2 separate regions of the Mus musculus genome follow, and region 2 is linked to region 1. The links are chromatin contacts, called in public HiChIP or PLAC-seq maps. All regions are on one chromosome and are shown on one strand. The core of a region is the stretch at or near the end of the contact, and the rest is flanking DNA. Distances in the headings are between cores, read along the strand shown.

Evidence for each region. HiChIP or PLAC-seq counts read pairs in DNA pulled down with a chosen protein or histone mark.
Region 2: an H3K27ac HiChIP or PLAC-seq map of embryonic stem cells shows a contact between it and region 1, with 7 read pairs. The contact joins two enhancer-like sites. A contact is called at or near these places in 1 of 15 datasets of contacts at CTCF or cohesin (the NIH/3T3 cell line), 3 of 484 Hi-C or Micro-C datasets (cerebral cortex, cortical neurons and stem cell-derived neural stem cells) and 1 of 115 datasets of contacts at active chromatin or transcription factors (embryonic stem cells).

Annotation. Positions count from the first base shown.
Region 1 is chr12:105,075,024-105,078,326 of GRCm38.p6, reverse strand. All of the region lies in intron 2 of Gm31829 (a long non-coding RNA gene), which reads left to right. Among named protein-coding and RNA genes, the nearest start is that of Gm31829, 26 kb to the left of the region's middle. Within about 2 kb of position 1,581, at least 18 of the 459 cell types and tissues checked have an H3K27ac peak or open chromatin away from gene starts, as enhancers often do. A contact at or near this core is called in embryonic stem cells, where this site is marked.
Region 2 is chr12:105,732,097-105,735,399 of GRCm38.p6, reverse strand. It overlaps Ak7 (adenylate kinase 7), which reads right to left. Exons shown (of 18, transcript NM_030187.1): 6 at 1,887-1,967; 7 at 422-510. Among named protein-coding and RNA genes, the nearest start is that of Ak7, 28 kb to the right of the region's middle. Within about 2 kb of position 1,554, at least 43 of the 459 cell types and tissues checked have an H3K27ac peak or open chromatin away from gene starts, as enhancers often do. A contact at or near this core is called in embryonic stem cells, where this site is marked.

The sequences.
Region 1 (3,303 bases), core at 332-2,831:
GGCAGCATCCCTCCTTGGCCCCTGCATCAGCTCCTGCCTCCAAGTTCCTGCCCTGTGTGAGTTCCAGTCCTGACTTCCTTTGGTGATGAACAGCATTGTGGGAAGTATACGCTGAATAAACCCTTTCCTCCCCAACTTGCTTCTTGGTCATGATGTTTGTGCAGGAATAGGAACCCTGACTAAGACAGGGTGTTAAGTGAAAAGATAAATACAACCTTTGTTTCCTTCAGAAGATGAAGGAGTTCTGGGTACAATTCTTCCAACCATAGTGTGTAGCCACACCAGTGAGCTGTAGAAGAGTGGGTACCCAGATCAATAGGGAACCCTGTTACATGTTTCCATCAAATAGGACATGAAACAGGGTTGAACTCGGTGCTCGTTGCTTTGAATAGGGTGACTGAAGCCAAAGGCGATGTGACTGGCTAGGGCAGGTGAGTGAGCGCATGTCTGGCCTCCTATGTGGTACTTCTGCCTCAGTTTTTTCGGACTGCGCCATCCAAGGCAGAGGCAGGCGACACCACTTGCTCTGCTCCACAGGAGGGCTCTGGCTAACCAGATCAGGGTGAAACTCCTGGAAATGGCCGCCACCTTTCCTCAAAGGATAAGGCACCAAGTTCTAAGCTGAACGATTCTTCCCAGCAAACTTTTTTTTCAAAGACAAAAGGGCATCAAGGTAGGTAGCAGGGACTTGGGAATCTTACCTGTTTGCGGAGTAGACACTTAAGCTCTTGAAGTCTCTGACAAAAGCCACTGATCTAAACCAGGTATGGTAGCTCACACCTTTAATCCCAGCATTCTGCCGGGCAGAGGCAAGGATGGATCTTCTTGAGTTCCAGGCCAGCCTGGCCTAAGACCAGTTGCCAGTGAGACTTTGTATCAACAAAACAAAACAAACAAACAAAACCAACCAATCTTCCACCTGGGAAGTATTTAAATACACAATAGACAGGAAATGCCTGGCTCTGCAGAGCCTCATTGTATTCAGAGGTCTTTGTTATTTTGTTTTGTTGGCAGAGACTGGGTTTTAATCTGCATGTGCTATCTATCTATCTATCTATCTATCTATCTATCTATCTATCTATCTATTATCTATGTATCTATGTATGTATGTATGTATGTATGTATGTATGTATGTATCTATCTATCTATCTATCTATCTATCTATCTATCTATCTATGTGTATACACACACACACACACACACACACACACACACATCCTCTTTGGCCCAGAACTAAAGCAAGTCTGCTTCCTTTCAGGACATCTCAGATCAGCCTTATTTGAGTGAAGACAAAACAGAAATGCCGGTTCCTGCCTATTTTAAAGGCCTCCCTAGAGCACAGCATGCCTTTCCATGTCATGTCATTGAAAGCAAGTCTTCACTCTCAGACTGAGTCTCAGCCGGCGTCTCTCCCTGCTCTGTCCTGCACCACTTTTGACCACTCTGGGTCTTCCTCTGTCCCAGGCCTCAGAAGGTGCCTCTCTCTGCCAACAGCTCACTCCTTTCACAGTAAGTGAAAGATCCTGTAGCCCAGCCCTGTATGTGCAGATCTTGCCCCATCTTCCAGACTATCTTCCTAGATTCCTAGAACACTTGTCCTTTTTGTTTTGCAAGTTGAGAGGACTCCACCTTCAAGTGAGCCCTGGGTTGGAATTCACCAGCTACGTGGCCTTAGGCAAATGGCTTGACCTCTCTGGGCAGACATTCTGCTATATACAGATAAACAACTTTAATTTGTAGAGCCATTGGGAATATTCAGTGACGAGCCTCGCACACAGGGCTCTTGGCTTTTTCCTCCCACTGGGCAGGCATCTCTGCCTGCTCCATCTTACATCGACTTCTCAGGGCTTCTCTGGCAAGTCCTTAGCTTGTCCTTCACACTGAAAACAATTGATTTGTCAGCTATTTGCCAGGGACTTTCCAAGGGCCTTCGGGAACAGGAGCGATAGGCTGGGACTAAAGCAGCTACAGATTCCTGTGCTGGTGTGTGTGTGTGTGTGTGTGTGTGTGTGTGTGTGTGTGTGTGTGTGAAGCTGGAAAACACAACATAAATAAAAAATATAAAAAGCTACTGTTTTATATGCTAGGATGAGGATAAATGCTGTCAAGAAAAAGAAGAAAACAGGGATAAAAAAATGGAGGAGACAGCTACAACAGCAGCAGGCTCAGTGGAGAACCGTCAAGAGCAACCAAAAAAAGAGCCGATTGTATCTCTTTGTTGGATGAATAAGTGAGGGAACAAAGGAAGTGAGAACCAGGTCTTATTTATTTCTTAGGGAAAATGTCTCGACAGCAAGACCCTGACATTTAATGAGATTTCTACCAAACCCAGATGATATCTAATTAATGGGAGGGAGGGGGAATTTGCAAAGTTTTGGTCCTGGAAGCCTATGGCTTCTTATAAAGAATGACATTCGGGATGTGGGAAGAAGTGGGGCGTGGGGGGGGGGGCTTCAGTCTGCAGGGGAAGTTTTAATTGACTTCCTGTGTAACTGATATTTATAAATTGCATCTGACAAGAGAAATCTGTTTGCTTAGCCATTAATTTCTCCAGCTAATTCCGCTATGAGTTTGCAAGACTTCCAGCACAGGCGGTGTGGCTGGTGCTTAGACCTCAGACAGACAAGGGGCTGGAGGCAAGAAGGAGGGGCTGGCATGGTGCGTGGGGGCGGGGGTTGGCTGAGGAGAATGCTTTTATCTACAAGGCTCCAGAAGATGGGCTGAATTTTAGCCATCTGGTGTCTGTGCCCTCCGGTGCTCCCTCACCATAGAGAAGAACACTGTAGAGAGACCGGGAGGTAGCTTTTCCTATGGCCAATAAGTCTAGCATCCCCAGGAGGTCACAGAGGTCCAGTCTCAGCCTCATTTCCTAGATGAGGCTGCTGAGGCTCAGAGAAAGCAAGTGATCCCCCAAATATTGTCACAAGCTAAGGGTCTCCTTAATTCAGGGTCCCCAACAGACCTGTGAGATGTCTCAAGACCTTGGGAATCTACAAGGCCATTAAACACCTCCCCGCTCCCCACATCCAAAGAACAGCCTGGAGTTAACCACAAGGATGGGGGAAATATCTTATCTCAGATGGGCCGTCTTTGTGGGGCAGCCTTAGATGGTGTTTGGGTATTTCAATCTGTGGTTTAATGTTCATGACACCGGAATACAACCCACTGACCACCTAGACACACTCTAGTCAGAACCAACCCATGGAGCATCCCTAGCACCCACCTAACCTTACTTAAAACTCCCCAAGTCACCTATAAAAAGACTTGTCTAAGGTCGCCATTCTAATGGTTGACCTGCACACG
Region 2 (3,303 bases), core at 305-2,804, 660 kb before region 1:
TTCCCATAGGGGAACGTGAAGTTCCCCCGGCCATGGCCTCAGGATATACAATTTCCTTATTATTTGTAGGACACGTATAAGATTTGAATTCTGCCCCTGGGGAAGCTAAGGCTGGAGGCAGAGGAGAGTGAGACCCTGTTTCAAAGGGGGGGGGGGGGGGTTCAGGCTTACAGTTCGCTGCCCGGCTTTTGGAACTTTGTCTACCATTGCAACCCATCTTATCTGAGACAAAGGGGAAAAGAAATGGGTTGTTCAGCAGTGTACCCCAAGCCCTTTCTTTCCCAGGGCTGTTTCTCGGCTGACAGGGTCTCTAAGTGATGAAGCTACACTCGTGATCAGAAGTGTGGAGACATGGGGTGGATAATGAATGCTTCATCAGACACACTTCCGGGACACGCCACACATCAGGGAGGCCTCTTACCCTGCGAGGTCAACAACATGAATGGCCGGAATGCAATTGGTCCCATCTCCAAACACGGGTAGTGCGGGGACCTCGCCCAGCCAGGCCATCTGAAAGAGACGGGCAGGGGGCGTTTGCCCCAGCATGTGTTTCTCAGGGGGCTCCAGAAGCGCCACCGCGCACGCGCATGCCTGGCCTCTAGTTGTCCCTCTTGGGTCCCCTTCTCTCAGACTTTAATACAGTCAGCCCCATAAAAAAAATCTAATTGTCAACGCTTAGATCTCATCTTAACAATCTGCAGTATTTGACCCTACAGGCAACTCCGTTTTTTATGGGGTTTTTTGTTTTGTTTTGTTTGTTTGTTTCTGATAGACTCTTCCTGGTCACCATTGGCAACACTGCCTGCCATTTCTCTTTGTCCCTCCTGGGTCTCCCTCCCATTTCCCGTATCCTCCAGATCCTGTGGGTCCCAGTTCTCAGTCCTCCTGTGTGTGGACTCTCCAGGTGGCACAGTGGTGCCCATGGTTTAGATGCCTTCCTCACGCTCAGACCTCATGCCGACTCCTCACGCTGACTGACTCCTCATGCTGACTGACTCCTCACGCTGACTGACTCCTCACGCTGACTGACTCCTCATGCTGACTGACTCCTCACGCTGACTGACTCCTCACGCTGACTGACTCCTCATGCTGACTGGTCTTACCAGAGATACAGGCTTGATCTCCTCCCTCCTCGACTTTCTTTTTTATCATTTTTTTTTTTTAAATTTTCACCTTTCCTTAAAGCATAGCTGTGAAAAGACAGCCAGATATGTTTATGAACTTTCTCTTTAAATTTAAAGTTCTTACTATGTGAGGGAGCGAGTGTGTGTAGCGGTATGTGTCAAAGTACAAGTGTGACTTGGTTCTCCTACCATCACCCACTGAGGACTGAACCCAACCCTCTCATCCCCTCCCTCCTCTCCCCTTCCCCTCCCCTCCCCACCTCCCCTCCCCTCCCCTCCCTCTTCTCCCTTTCCCCTCCCCTCCCCACCTCCCCTCCCCCTCCCCCTCCTTTCTCTTTGTTCTCTGAGACAGAGTTTTACCATTGTCTTCTAGGCTGATCTCAGTCTCTCTCAGTCCTGCCTTTGCAGGCTGGCACCCCCTGCCTTATAAAACACAGTTGGAGAATGCACACAGTGGGCTGACAGATGGCTCAGCAGGTAAACACTTTCCAACAGGGACTCCACCAAGCTGTCCTCTGACTCGTGTATTGGAGCTGAGGCGTGTGCAGGCCCCAGCATACACATAATATACATGTATATAGTAGTAGTAGTAATAATAATAAATCAAATAAATGCCAACAAAGAATCCCCAGAGTCTCAGGCCCCGAGTGAGGTTGAAGGCAGGGACATGGGGTGAGGAAGTGGCTACTTTGTAACCTAACTTGAAAGTGAAATTAAAAATGAAGAAAGTAGAGTCTACTTAGTCCTTGGAAAAAACCAGACCTTAAAAAACGTGTGTAAGATGCCTCCTTCTGCTCCATACTGAAGTCCTGAGGCGACTACATAAGTTGCGAACTTTTTGGCCTAAATGGATAAAATACAGAGAAGGGGGGGTGGAGAGAGCGAGGGAGAGGAAGGATATAACATTAGTTATATTGAAGCAGACTTAGTAAGTTAAACGGACACCGTTACAGACTCTGCAGTCTTTTTTTTTTTTTTTTTTTTTTTTTTTTTGGTTTTTCGAGACAGGGTTTCTCTGTGTAGCCCTGGCTGTCCTGGAACTCACTTTGTAGACCAGGCTGGCCTCGAACTCAGAAATCCGCCTGCCTCTGCCTCCCGAGTGCTGGGATTAAAGGCGTGTGCCACCACGCCCGGCTTGACTCTGCAGTCTTTTCTGGGCTCTTTAGTTAGACACTGCTTAGGGCTGAGACAGGGTCCCTTATTGGAGAAGAAAAAACTGCATGAAATACAGAAATGTTCCCAGCCACCACTGACATTTAATGGGAATGAAGAACTAAATTAAGGCAGAGCTGTTCCTTGTGACAACACCTGTGAACTCTACGTTGGCCCCGAGGGGAAGGGAAGCTGTGAAAACAGGTCCTTCTAGAAGGATCTTCAGTCACCTTTCAGTCACCTATCACAGGGCTCACATGACTGTGAAGCTCAGGATCCGGTGGGGGTTTGCTTGGTTTGTTTTGAAACAGGGTCTCACGTAGCCCAGGCTAGCCTTGCACTCATTATGTAGCAGAGGATGACTTCTGCTTGGTGAGTGCTAGAGTCACAGCTGTGTGCCACCACCCCTAGCTTATGTGGGGCTGAGGATCAAACCGAGGGCTTTGTGCATGTTGGGCAAGCAATCTAGCAACTCAGCTATGGCCCCGGACCCTGTACCAGGTCTCAGTACGAGGGTTTTAATTGACATAAATGCTCTATTCTGCCCGGAGATGAAGTCATTGTGGTCTTGGTGACACTTCGTGGTGACCAAGCTGGCCTCAGTGGTAAGTGCCTAATGAAGCTGCTCTGGAGGCTAAGCTTGGAGGATTACTTGGGCCCATAAAGTGGGCAGACCAGCCTGGGTGTCTCAGCAAAACACTGACAAACTAGAGAGCTTTGTGCAATGAGTGTGGTTGGCACTGTTCGTTGTCGTTGTTGTTGTTTTGTTTTTTTCTGGATCGCTGACATGAGGTCCAAATACAAAAGACGGAGTGATGCCTAGGTTTCTTTCCCTTCCCTAACATTGCTCTCCAGAGTTGGAGATGGACCCCAGGTCCGCCAGCATGCCGGGCACGCCTTCAGGCATCAGACCTGGTCCCCTGACCCCTGAAGCTTCATTCACAGACTGCCAGTGTGCCCAGCCTTGAGTGGAACTGCTAATGTCTGCTTAATCACCATGGTGACTTATTCTCACTCAAGGGAGATT